Regions from separate parts of the Mus musculus genome. Here region 2 is linked to region 1. The links are chromatin contacts, called in public Micro-C maps. All regions are on one chromosome and are shown on one strand. Each heading gives the region's core, a stretch centred on a gene start, on an enhancer-like site or on the middle of the called end of the contact. The rest is flanking DNA. Distances are from core to core; before and after follow the strand shown.

What was found. Hi-C and Micro-C count contacts between places; a contact is called where the count stands out from the background.
Region 2: a Micro-C map of trophoblast stem cells shows a contact between it and region 1, with 4 times the contacts expected there. The contact joins two enhancer-like sites. A contact is called at or near these places in 2 of 15 datasets of contacts at CTCF or cohesin (both in the NIH/3T3 cell line), 10 of 484 Hi-C or Micro-C datasets (the 3T3-L1 cell line, the AML12 cell line, adipose-derived mesenchymal stem cells and 6 more) and 1 of 9 other capture datasets (embryonic stem cells).

What each region holds. Positions count from the first base shown.
Region 1 is chr1:71,975,885-71,982,259 of GRCm38.p6, forward strand. All of the region lies in intron 1 of 4933417E11Rik (RIKEN cDNA 4933417E11 gene), which reads right to left. Among named protein-coding and RNA genes, the nearest start is that of 4933417E11Rik, 26 kb to the right of the region's middle. Within about 2 kb of position 1,732, at least 9 of the 459 cell types and tissues checked have an H3K27ac peak or open chromatin away from gene starts, as enhancers often do. A contact at or near this core is called in trophoblast stem cells, where this site is marked.
Region 2 is chr1:72,117,464-72,123,928 of GRCm38.p6, forward strand. It overlaps Gm4319 (predicted gene 4319), which reads right to left and starts at 6,295. Exons shown (of 3, transcript NR_166632.1): 1 at 6,074-6,295. Within about 2 kb of position 2,703, at least 7 of the 459 cell types and tissues checked have an H3K27ac peak or open chromatin away from gene starts, as enhancers often do. A contact at or near this core is called in trophoblast stem cells, where this site is marked.

The DNA.
Region 1 (6,375 bases), core at 482-2,981:
CACACACACACACACACACACACACACACACACACACACACACCCCTGAACACAAACACAAACATGCACACATAAAAGCCTTAACCAGCTCCTTAGCCATTATTTCCTTCCCAGCATCTAATATTCTAAATTACATTAGTCTTGTAAGCCACATACAATTGAACACAGAAATAACTGAACACTGGGCCAAAGGCCCAAAGCACAGCCTGGACCAAAACCCATGGAAACTGATGAGACGCTGGGATACAGTCCTTTTGCTTTGTGGGAACCACTTGGTTCTGTTCCAGCACACCTGATAGATAATTTGACAATTGCAAAGGAAAACGTGGGGCTGTTGATAAGGGAAGCTAAGTCAGAAACTAAAAGGAAAGTCTAAGAGAAATGTAAGGGAGGCTAAAATAAACTGTATGGTGGATTCAGTTCCAGTCACTACAGAGTGTGCCTGGGAAACTGGGGTGTGGGGGCTGGAAAAAAATAATCCCGTTGATTGAGGGTGGCAAACTTGTTCATTGAAAAATGTTACAAAGAATTTTCTGGAACAACAACAACAACAACAAAAAAAAAGATGGCATGGTTGGTAAACAGCTTGTTATGCAGTTATGAAGACCCAAGTTCTTTCCCAGAACCCAGGATGTGACTCTACACACTTGTAATTCCACTGCTGGGAAGCCAGAGATGGAGGATCCCTGGGGCTTGCTGGCCAGTCAACGTAGCCCGGTCAGTCAGCGTAGCCCGGTCAGTCAGCGTACCCAGTCAGTGAGCCCTGGGTCCAAGTGAAGCTTCGTCTCCAAAGACAAGGTGGATGACTGCTGAGGAATGACACCAAGGTTTGACCTCTGGTCTAGACAGACAGATAGACAGAGAAGAGCTCGCGCACACACACACACAATTTTTAAATACTGCTTTCTCTTCTAACTTAAAGCAGATAAACGTATAACCTGTATTCAGAGTTCACATTACCTGGAGCTGTTTCTCCTTCGCAGACACCCTCCCGTGCCCTCTCCTCCTCACAGTGGACATGCTATCAAGTGGGACTCTGGTCATGTGGCTTTTCCCTGCATCCACTGTGGATGTCTTTACACTGATCCCATCCTAGCTAGGTTCAAAGGGCTGCAGCCCATCCTGCTGTGTGTGTCAAATCCTGCAAGTGCTTTTTAGCTATAATTCTAGGCTGAGGTTCAGTTCTGATCTGCACCCCTGGAGTTAGCACTAGACTCTAGAGCTGAGAACACTCTCTCTAACAAGCTTGCCCTCACTTCAGACACCAGTCTCAATTCAGGGATCCTCAAGCCGTGGCAATTCTCACCAGCTCAAGTTATGACCCAAAGCAGTGTACAGAACTCACGAAAGCAACATATTTATAATTGATATTCGATTTCAAAGATACTAGTTAGAACCAATCAAACAGAAAGATACATATGGAGAGGTCTAGGAGGGTCCAGGAGACATGTACATTGTCCCCAGAGACTCAGAGGTATCAACTGTCCCAGGTAACCAGCATGATCGCATCCTGGAAGCTACCCTGAGCTCAGCGCTCAGAGTTTATTATACGGGGGAGTTAGTGTGAAGACATGACTAATGGAGTTGAACTCAACCTACAACTTTCTCCTTCTGTCCCCAGAGGTTCAGAAGGTGAGATGATATATGGCTCAAAACCCCACCCTCTAATCACATGAATAGTATTGGCATGGCCTCCATCAGTCCTGAATCATCTCATGACTGACTGACCAGGGCCTACAGTCAATAACAAATACGCCTATCCCTCAGGAAATTCCAATGGCTTAGAAGCTCTCTCCCGGGATGCAGAGAAAGACCAGACAAATTCTTTGGCTTAGAGGCTCCTTCCCTGAATCCAAGGAGAAAGACCAGACACATTCTTTAGCATGCTGTAGGCATGCACCTACTCCTGAAACCCAGTCCACGGCTTTCCAGTCTAGACCTTCAGGAGGCCAGTCCTCTGGTTCTCACAGTACTTCTCTACCAGCCAAGGATGTGAAACTCACGGTTGCTGCTCTGAAGTGATTTTGATTTACCCAAGACTCCCTGAAACTCCATTCGGGCACCTCCCTCAAATTTAAATCAAAACTGGATGAACAAAAAGAATGCAGTTAGAAATGGGTATATATAAAATACCAATATTCATAGTATCCTCAAAGCATAAAGAGGACTATTTAGCCTGGATTTCATATGGAGAAGAAAAGTGCATGAAATCCATAGCAAAAGACTTAAAAATACAGAAAAGGAAAGTATACTTTTGTAATTTTCTTACACGTGTTAGCATTTTAAATAGGCAAGTTAAGGATGTATGCTGTCAATTGTAGGGGCGCTGGTTATTACAGGCTTTGACACGATAAGCAATGATTCTCAGGATGTGGGGGGTAGATATCTTAGTTCAGACTGTTAACAAAACATCATGAAATGGCTCCTTACAAACAGCATAAACTTATTCCTCATGGAATTCTTCATACTTCAGGTCTAAGACTAGAGGGCCACCATCATTGAGTTCTGGTGAGAATTACTCATGGCTGTCTTCTTGTTATATGCCCACAGGGTAGAAAGAGAAGGAGAGAACTTCCTAGTGTCCTTTTGTAAGCAACTAGTCCTGGGACTCCTGAGATGGCTCAGTAGTTAAGAACATAGGCTGCTCTTTCAGAGGACCTGGGTTCCACTCCTTGCACCCATGTTCAGCACTGTAACTCCAGTTACAGGGGATCCAGTGTCCAGCTTCTTCTTCTGGCCTCTGAGGACACCAGACAAACAAATGGATCACAGACATGCCATACAGGCAAAATACAAGCATACTTTAAATTTAAATTTTTAAAGGAGAACACTGATCCCTTTTATGAAGGTTCTATCCTCTTCACCTAATTACCTCCCAGAGACCCCACCACTTAATAGCATCATTTAGGAAATAGGATTATTTTTCAAAGGGGGATTTAAAAGAAGGGATACAGTTTCAGATTAATATACTTAAATTCATGAAGATGGAAAAGAATAAAATGTAGTCAACTGCCTTGGGTCATCAGATCCAATACACCCTCACACCATAACAGCACACAGAGATAACCCACCTGGTTTTGATACCAACAAATGACTGATGGGCTGACATTACCATGGGGGGCCTACCTCTTTCCCAGACTCAAAGCCTGAATGCAATTCCCTTGAGTGGTCTCAGCCTAGTCGGATTCTACCGCACAATTTGGAAGGTGCCTGGGCTCACATGACTTTGGTTTATATTTCAAGAATTCATCTGTTGGTTTTAGTTTGGCTTCCAAACACATATTCCCACAGACATTGTATTATACATTATGGTTAAATCCTCAAAACTGCCCACAGAAGGCTCTTTAAGTTATTATATTTGAAATATGTACTAAAATAGTACCATATCAACTTTGCTAACCCAGCACTTATAAGCCGAGAGAGAGAGAGAGAGAGAGAGAGAGAGAGAGAGAGAGAGAGAGAGAGAGAGATTCCATTTTGCACCTGGAGAAGGCAGGATTGCCTGGGGGCGGGGAGGAGAGTTAAGGATAAGAGGCAGGGATGCCTGGGGCCTCTTAACAACCTGGGTGTCAGAAGAAGCACCCAAGGAAGACATCTGTTGTCCATCATCCATCTACTCCATCTGGAAACAATATTTTGATTTCACGTTGAGGAACTCGCTACCCCCTCCTTTCTCAGTGTGTGTGTGTGTGTGTGTGTGTGTGTGTGTGTGTGTGTGTGTGTGGTTGCATTGGACTTAGTCTGATCTCATACCCACACTCCAGGGTGACTGCATGACAGAGGCAGGGATGGCCACAGTGACTACCTCAGAGATGGTCATGTCATGACTTTCTTTCCAGTTAGAACTCAGACCAGGTTTGTATCCCCCAGACAACACAGTGCTGGGCACACAAGATGTTGCTGTGCCCAAATAAAGAAGGGAATGATACACAGTGACCAATGACCAGCTACCATTGGCTTTTATATCACTTTAAGGTTTTTTTGCATAGCAGTGACTGTTGACTGCCTTTCAACAAGTGTATGCTGCAGACCGAGTGTGATTTTTATGGAGACATAATGTTCTGAAAATAAAATTTCAATATCATTGATTTAAAAATATTTTACTTTGAGTTATATAAGACTGTATTTGATTTTATTAACTATCTTCTAGTGATACTGCTCTCACCTGGTTGTATGTGTCTCCTAGGCTCAGGGTCAAGTTTAGGGCAATCATACAAAATCACAAGAACCAATATGAATAAGCAGAGCATTAAAACAATAAGAAATAACAATGCAATGTTCCCACTGACACGCAGGTCAAAGACACTCCTCTCAGACTTTTAAAAGAGTAAAAACAATTTTTAGCAAGCTTTGCAGAGCACTGTGCAAGTATTATTTCTGAGTCATTTATGCTACAATGATTGCCGTCCCTTTTCTTCTCCATTCAAGAGAACATGACATCTAAAAGTCAAATCAAGACAACTTGAAACCATTTGCACTTAAGCTGTAGGTTTCTTTATAACGTGTAATGAATGAATAAGTTAAACCACCTCTCTCTCTCTCTCTCTCTCTCTCTCTCTCTCTCTCTCTCTCACACACACACACACACACACACACACACATACCACCCACAAAGAAATCATAAATGTGATTCTTTTCAATATAAACAAAAAGCATTCATTTTCCCTCTGGAGAAGTATCTGTTCTAGCCATCAAACTCTATAATAAGAATTTGCACTTACTTTATTGGCTAATAGCTTTGTGCTAACCCAGAAACTCGCTTACCTCTATTCTCAATATTACATTTTTTTTCTGGCTAAAATAATCTTTCTATATGCTTAAAAGCTGAGTATCCATTTTCAGAAAGGGTGTGATTAACTCAGCCTTGAGTTTGTTGGGCAGACGCCTCAGTGGCCAGTTATGGAAAACTTTATTTCCTTGGTCTGTTTCTCATTATCGCAAACACATCCTTACTTAGAGACTGCAGCCTGCAGTCTTTCAAACAGTATCCAGGCTGAGGGCCCAGTGAAAGCCAGAGGCAGAAGAGGAAAGATAATTCAATGTTTATCGCCACCTTGGGCTCTGGGGCATTCTGTCTCATTATCTGGGAGAGAAAGCTAGGCTAGAGACTATCCTCTTCCTATGGTACACAAACAGGCAGATAATAAACTGAGGTCCTGAACCTGGCTTTGGTTGAGACTAAGTCTCTAACAAGATGGCACATGTGGTTTTTAAGCACCTAAAATGCAAGTGTGGCCAAACCACAAATGCTTATAATCCAAGCTTCCCGCTTCCATTTTTATTTATGTGCAAAGTGGATGATGGATGGATAGTTGGATGGATGGATGGATGGATGGATGGATGGATGGATGGATAGATGGATGGACAGAGGGGTAAATGGATAGATGAATAGATGGATGGATAATAAAATGTTCCTAGTCCAGGGTTCTAGTGCAGGAATTTTCTAGAACAGCTAATGAACTTGGGATATCATATTTCAATGCTGCAGTAGGACAACCACCAACAAAACACAGTGAATCTGGTACAGAAACCCAGGGAGGATGGATCAGCAAGAGCTAAACTCCTGTAGTAAATTTGGTAGCAATTCTACTTAGAGCTACTCTTCAGCTCACTCCTAGTGGGGCAGGCAAAGTCTTACAAAGTATTCCCACTTCACCTGGAGTTAGCTTGCCATCCTAATTCCAGGCCCACCCTGCTAACCCAGGAGATCCTAAGTGGAGTGCCCCACCAAGGGCTAGAGACAGTATCTAGCCCACAGAAAACACCTGAGAAGCATGAGCGAAGATGATATCAACCACTCTGTTCTCTGGATTTCTCATCTGAAATATTAACTAATAAGCAGTTTTCACACGTGCAGTGCAGATCATTACATCAGGCTTGTAGTTTAAAAAGTATGTCCATAGCTGGTTAGATGGCTCAGTGGGTGAAGGTGCTTGTTATCAGCGATGACCTGAGTTTCTGATCCTCAGAACCCCACACAGGTCCACATATATCGTCTAACCTCCTCCATACATGTGCCATGGCATAAGCATCTCTCTCTCTCTTTCTCTCTCTCTCTCTCTCTCTCTCTCTCTCTCATACACACACACACACACACACACACACACACACACACACACAAAATAATAATAATAATAAATGTAAAAAAAAACAATTTGTTTTCATAATCATTCTTCGGTAGTCTTCACAATAACTGTTGGGAAAACAGTGGAATCAATATTATATTTGTTATTGTTAGTGGTGAAGTTGTTTCAGGCATGGTAACTAGGAAATCATGAGGCTAAGTGAGTTAAATAGCTGCTTAAGTCTTTATAGAGTTGTTAGGCAACTTACACAAGAATGAATAAATAATATTTATATGGGCAGGCAGCAGAG
Region 2 (6,465 bases), core at 1,453-3,952, 140 kb after region 1:
CCCAGTACAGGGGAACGCCAGGGCCAAAAAGGGGGAGTGGGTGGGTAGGGGAGTGGGGGTGGGTGGGTATGGGGGACTTTTGGTATAGCATTGGAAATGTAAATGAGCTAAATACCTAATAAAAAATGGAAAAAAAAACAAAAAAAAAAGAAATTAGTTGATGGTTTTCATTAGTTAAGTTCAAATTATTTTTCTCTAGAACAAGACTGCTTATATCAAATTGCTTACAAAGTCAACTTGCTTACATTAGAGAACCCTCCCATCTAAGGTCTCCTAATTAGTCATTTTCCTGTTGCTCTTGATGATGATTTTGAGGGTTTTGGGGACAAGGTCTCTCTATGTAAACCTGACTGTCCTGGAACTCAACAGAGATCCACCTGTCTGGATCCACCTTGTCGCGAAAGAAAACATCGTCTGAAGCTGAGTGGAAAGTTGTAGCGGGAGGGACAATGTAATGGGAAACAATCTACTTCCCCCTTCTGAGCACTGAGATGGAAGGCATGCACCCCCACGCCTCGACTCTAATTAGCCGTTTTAACAAAAGGACAGAAAGTGTGCTCTTGTCTGCGGGTTCCTAAGCTCCTCTTCTCCTTCCTCCATCTGTCTAAGTGCTTCCCACTTTGCAGATTTCACTAGAGACTACCAATGCCACCACTTCTTGCCCTAACTAAAAATACATGTAAGGAAAAAAAAAAAATGACATGCCTCTGCCCTTGAACGAGTGCTGAACTGTAACCTCTAAAGATGTGTACAGACCTACCCATTATACTTCCGGTGGAGCAGAGCTCAACCAAGGTGAGATTTAGCCATAACTATTGCCTCAGAGATGTGCCTAAATATTCACTATGGCTCTATAGTTACCTCCGTCTCTCCCTTCCCCAGCACCTAAGTGCTACCTACAGACGCTTGATCAGGGCTTGGTGAATCTGTTTGGAAAGAACATTGTAGGTCCTTTTCTTTTCCTAAAAGCTTGGTCCATTGTCTAAAATAAAGTGTTACCATTAGACAACCAAATCTATAGAAACTTTTTAAAAAGAAACTATAAAATAATCAACTGGACCAGAAAGATTATAAGGTCCTCTTCAGCGGGAAACAGGGCATCCTCTAAGTATAGGCTTCCGGATGGCTTGATTCTGTGAGTTCGCTGCCTTTCCTTGGCTGAGCTATTTTGCAACTTTTACATTGCAAAGTGTAGCAATAACAACATCAGTGAACATGAGAGATTGGTTGGCACCTCTGGAGGGATTCCAGGTTCTTGTGTCCTGGAACAAACATCGGCCGAAGGCTTGTGGAAAGTAGCAGGAGGAGAGACCATGTAATAAGAAACAACCTACTTCCAGAGACCATGTAATAAGAAACAACCTACTTCCAATGAAGAGGGTAGGGCTGGGAGAACTTTGAGAATCTCCATCAGTGATACTATGCAAAGGATGAAGCCTTTATGCCACATCCCCAGGGTTATCTTGCTCATTTGCATAGTGTAGAGTTTCACGAGTGTTCTTGGCCCAGCAGGATAGTGTCTGTTTTCATATTATAATAAGGCACACATCATCTTCAGACATATAGCGCGTACTTCCACCAATGGCACCAGCCCGTTCCAGTCAGCCTCCTGAAGGGTGGGAGTTGTGAGCTAGCCAGCCTTTGCCAGAGATTTTTTTGTCCTCTGTGTTTTTCTCATAAGCATTTTGCAGTGTTTTATACGCGGTCCTCAGGTCCTCTCCATCTGCCCTACTCTCTGGCACCAATAATAATTCAAATGACTTGTCTACAGGCATGAAAATTAATCTTTTCCTCTGCAAATATAATTGATTTCTAACCTCCACCACCACACCCACTATGGAACAAGCCAATTTTGTATCCATTTGTAAAATTATTACAGAATTATCTGATGGTTGTTTGAATTTCTCCTTTGAGGCCATTGTAATGTCGCAAGGTTCCCTCATTAATTAATGACTTAAATAAAAACCACTAACTGGTTCAATTTATATCAGAGACTTGTGATTATGTTGTGTTTTTTAAGGTTTTTTTTTTAATTCTTTTAGTTTCTTATTTCTTTTATGTGTGTGAGTGTTTGGCCTTGCATGTCTAAATGTGCACCATGTACATGCCTGGGGCCCTCAGAGGCCTTCCAGGCCCTCCAACTGGAAGTGGAGTCACAGGTGAATGCCATATTGGGTGCTAGGAACCAAAACGATGTCCTCTGCAAGAGCAGCCAGTGCTTGTAATCACCGAACCATCTCCCTCTCCCCTTTAAAGTTAATCTTTAACGTTAAAAATCCAGACCACCGTACCAATACCTTTCCATCCTTCATTGAGGAATCCACGGAGTCTATCTCAGCATCTCCCTTCTAGCCTCTATCCTGTTCTCTCCCCATCTCCCACTCATTATCCATTTACACTTAACTGTGGCTTCCCTGGCAATCAGTTCCTTCTAGAGGGAGGAAAGCATTGCTCCCTCTAGAAGTCATGAGAAAAATAAGGCTCTCTGTCGCTCTATGGACATTCAACAGATTGAAACACCAATGTGCTGCGTTAATTCCAAAAGCAAAGAACCCCCCTTGAGAACCAGACAAAAGGGTGATCTAGAGGAATAGTGCAGAATACTTGCTGGTCAATCCTGAGAACCAGAGTTTGAATACAGGCACCCATGCAACAAGCTGGGAGTCCTGCAAATACCAATAATTCCAGGGATAACTGAAGGGAGGGCAGAGACAAAAGGATCACTGGAGCTCGAGGGCTTCTCATCTAGCTGAGAAAATGCAAGCCCTAGGTTGGAAGAGACCCTGTGTCAAAGGAATGGGCCGATGGTGATCGAGGAGGTCACTTGATGTCCTCTTCTGGGTCCATGCATACACAGGAACAAGCATTCACACATATGCACATACAGACACACAGACATCTAAATAAATGCCACATAAAACTTTTGTTGTTTTTGTTTTCCGAGACAGAGTTTTCTCTATGTAGCCCTGACTGTCCTGGACCTCACTCTGAAGACCAGGCTGACCTTGAGTTCACAAACATCCGACTGTCTCTGCCTCCCACGTGCTGGGATTAAAAGTGTGCCCCACCACCACACAGCTGATTTTTCAGTCTTTTTCATTTTTATGTTTTATATGGGTGTTTTGTCTGTGTACCACTTCTATGCCTGATGCCCTCTGTGGTCAGAAGAGGGTGTCAGGCATCCTAGAACTGGAGTTACAGATGACTGTGAATCTCCACTGGGTGGTGGGTCAAACCCCAAGTCCTCTGCAAGAACAACAAAAGCTTTAACCACTAAGCCAACTCTCCAGTCACTATTTAGGGTGTTTTGTTTTGTTTGATGTTGTTGTTGTATGGTTTTGTTTGCTTGCTTGTTTTGAGAGGGTGTTTTTGTTTTTTGGTTTTTGCTTTTTGGTTTTTGCTTTTGTTTTTTGCTTTTGTTTTTTGTTTTTTAAGAAAGAAAGTGGAAAGACTAGGAAGCAAAACTTCTCTGCCACTGTGCATTGTTTTTCTTGTTTTACTAAAACTATACGTTATCAGTTTGCCTTTTCATTAATGTGGTGATTTTAATTGACCTACTCTAGGCTTTGTCCCCATCTCTTTCTTGGCTTAAAGCAAGTTGTGTTTACATTGCTCTATTTGCTAGGAGTCCATTCTCATCAAAGAGCTCACACCCTTGAAGGGACCACCCCCAACCCTCACCAGTGAATAGCTACAATTAATTCAGTGTGACTATGCAACACTTTAATTTTAATAATAATAATAATAATAATAATAATAATAATAATAATAACCTGTCCATCTTCAAGGCTGCTGACAAGAAGGAGCTCCAGCTAGTTAGCCCTACTAAGGACCCCACAGAGCACTCAAATCTCTAAGCCTGGACCTCTTTGTCACGTAATTTGAACAACTTTCCTCAGTCCGGTATCTATCTGCGTACAAAATAGTAGCTCTCAGATCTCTCAAACAGCTGGCTAGCAAGTTCCTAGACAACCTCGTGCTTAGTCTGGCCTTCCCGTTGACAACTCAAATATAGAGTTAAGAGTGCATCTCCATGAGTATTTAATTGGTTGGGACGCCCTGTGCTCCGGCTCAATGTGTGGGGGCTGTTCAACCCCGGGTGGGGAGGGACATCTTCCAAAAGTGAAGTAGGCAATTTCTCTCCCCACCTTCAAGAGTTTGTCAGTTTTCTGAGTAATTTTTAAAGCGCATGCTGGACCTCCCGCCATTTCCAAACGCACAGGCTTCACTTAGGCTTTTAAACTTTCTATTTCATTACAGTACAAACAGCCCTACAAGGCGGCCTCCTGCTTCTCCCCTCAGGCTACCCGGAATTATTCATACTCAAGGTCTACAGAGGAACAGCCCTGGGAAGGAAAAACAGGCTAAGAAGTGAAAGCAAATTAGTAATCCAAACCGCCCTCTCCCTGCCTGTCACTGGAAGGCCTTTGGTGTCTCCTTCCACAGTCAAGGGGTTTTCTGAGCCCGAGATTAAAGGATACATTTTCAGAGCTCAGAGAACAGACATCGCGAGGAAAGTATATCCGCGCAAGGCAACTGGGACAAACGGAGCATGTGCAGAATGTCAGGGTGCGCCTTAAACTCCACAGATAGATCTGCCCGCGGTGGATGTTTGGAATTCCACCCCTACGGGCCTTTATTATTTTCCTTATGCCCTGCAGGGTGGAAGCGAGAGAGGAGATGAAGCTGTCCTTGGAAGTGTTCTAAACCTTAAAGCAGGGGACATCAATCAGGGAGATCTTGTCCCACCGGGATATTTGACAGTGTCTAAAGGATATGTCTTGATTTTCACAGCAGCCGTGGCAGACTGGGAGCTGGCAACTAGGATGCAGCGAACATCGATGACGCCGCTGAGCACATCCGAAGGGACCACCGATCACGGCCCGCAATGAAGAATCCTGTTCTAGAATGCCAATAATGCTAAAGCTAGAAATTGCTGCCATTCAGAGTATATACAACAAAAGCAGAATTTTGAAAAATCCTCAGGGCTGGCGAGATGGCTCAGCAGGTAAGAGCACACTCACTGCTTTTCCGAAGGTCCTGAGTTCAAATCCCAGCAACCACACCGTGACTTACAACCACCCGTAATGAGATCTGATGTCCTCTTCTGGTGTGTCTGAAGACAGCTACAGTGTACTTACAGTGCATAATAGATGAATCTTTGGGCCGGAGCAAGCAGGGATTGAGAGAGTGGAGCCGGCCAGAGCGAGTGGGGCGGACAGAGCAAGCAGAGGTCCTAAAAATTCAATTCAGTTCCTAACAACCACATGAAGGCTCACAACCATCTGTACAGCTACAGTGTGCTCATATACATAAAATAAATAGATAGATAGATAGATAGATAGATAGATAGATAGATAGATAGATAGATAGATCTTTAAAAAGAAAAGGAAAAGAAAGATCATCTCCTACTACCCCGGCCCCACCCTCTTTTCTCATACACACATACACAGAGAAAGGGGGCAGAGGAAAGAGAAAACTGATTTCATTGACACTAAACCTGTACTGTCACTTGTGGCTCTCCTCAGAAGATTAGACTTGATATAATCCTCTGTTGTCACCATCTTGAAGGCCCAATAACTTGGGAAGCTGTTCTGTCTCATTTTTCCCTGGCCCTGAAACTTACAGAACCAGGTCCAGCACAGGAGATGCCACCATTTACCGGAGCAGATCCACATAGTTGCCACGACACCCCTTGCTGCCTTTGAAACTTTGGCTTATCTGAGAGCTGACACTAGAAAATACGCTTTATTGTGAATTTCTATGAACCTGCAAATTTCCCTGCCCGTCAAACTGGCTGGAAAATCCACACAGGGCATGGAGTGGCCTGCATTCTGTGGATCAAGCAGCATAAACAGTATTTTTTCAAGAAGACCCTGTAGAGAAACCACAGGGACAGTAGAGAGGGTCTTCACTTCTACCTGGGCAACAAGCCTATATCCCAGTAACCCTTGCAGAGGAAAAAAAAAAAAAAAAAAAAAAGGCAAGGAAACAAAATTCATTTACAAACTGTCAACACACCTATGAATATGAATGCTGAAAACCACCCCCAGCAAGGGAGGGACCATCTTACCTTCTTGTTAATCACTGCCAAGCTAATATTATGGGTCAATCAGCAACAATGTCCTGGCATCTCTGAAGGGATATGTGACCTCTATAAGCAAACTTGGTCACACACAGTACCAGACAGATCACTTAACATGCCTCGGGTGGAGGGGTAGAGAGTTCCTGGTCTGTTAAACATACAGAGATGGTCGTATACATGTCTGAGATGTTTATAAGGGGTGGGGGATACGTTCGGTTTTAGAGTCTGCACAGTTGAAAAGCCTTTTGCAAGAGCGCTGACTCCTAGGTGAGGAAGCACATCCATGAGTCTCTGCTGCCATCTGCTGGCCGTCCTCCGAGCTGCGGTTAGCACGGTGAACTCGGGAGTCAGCGCAGAGCTACATTTACAACGTAAATGGG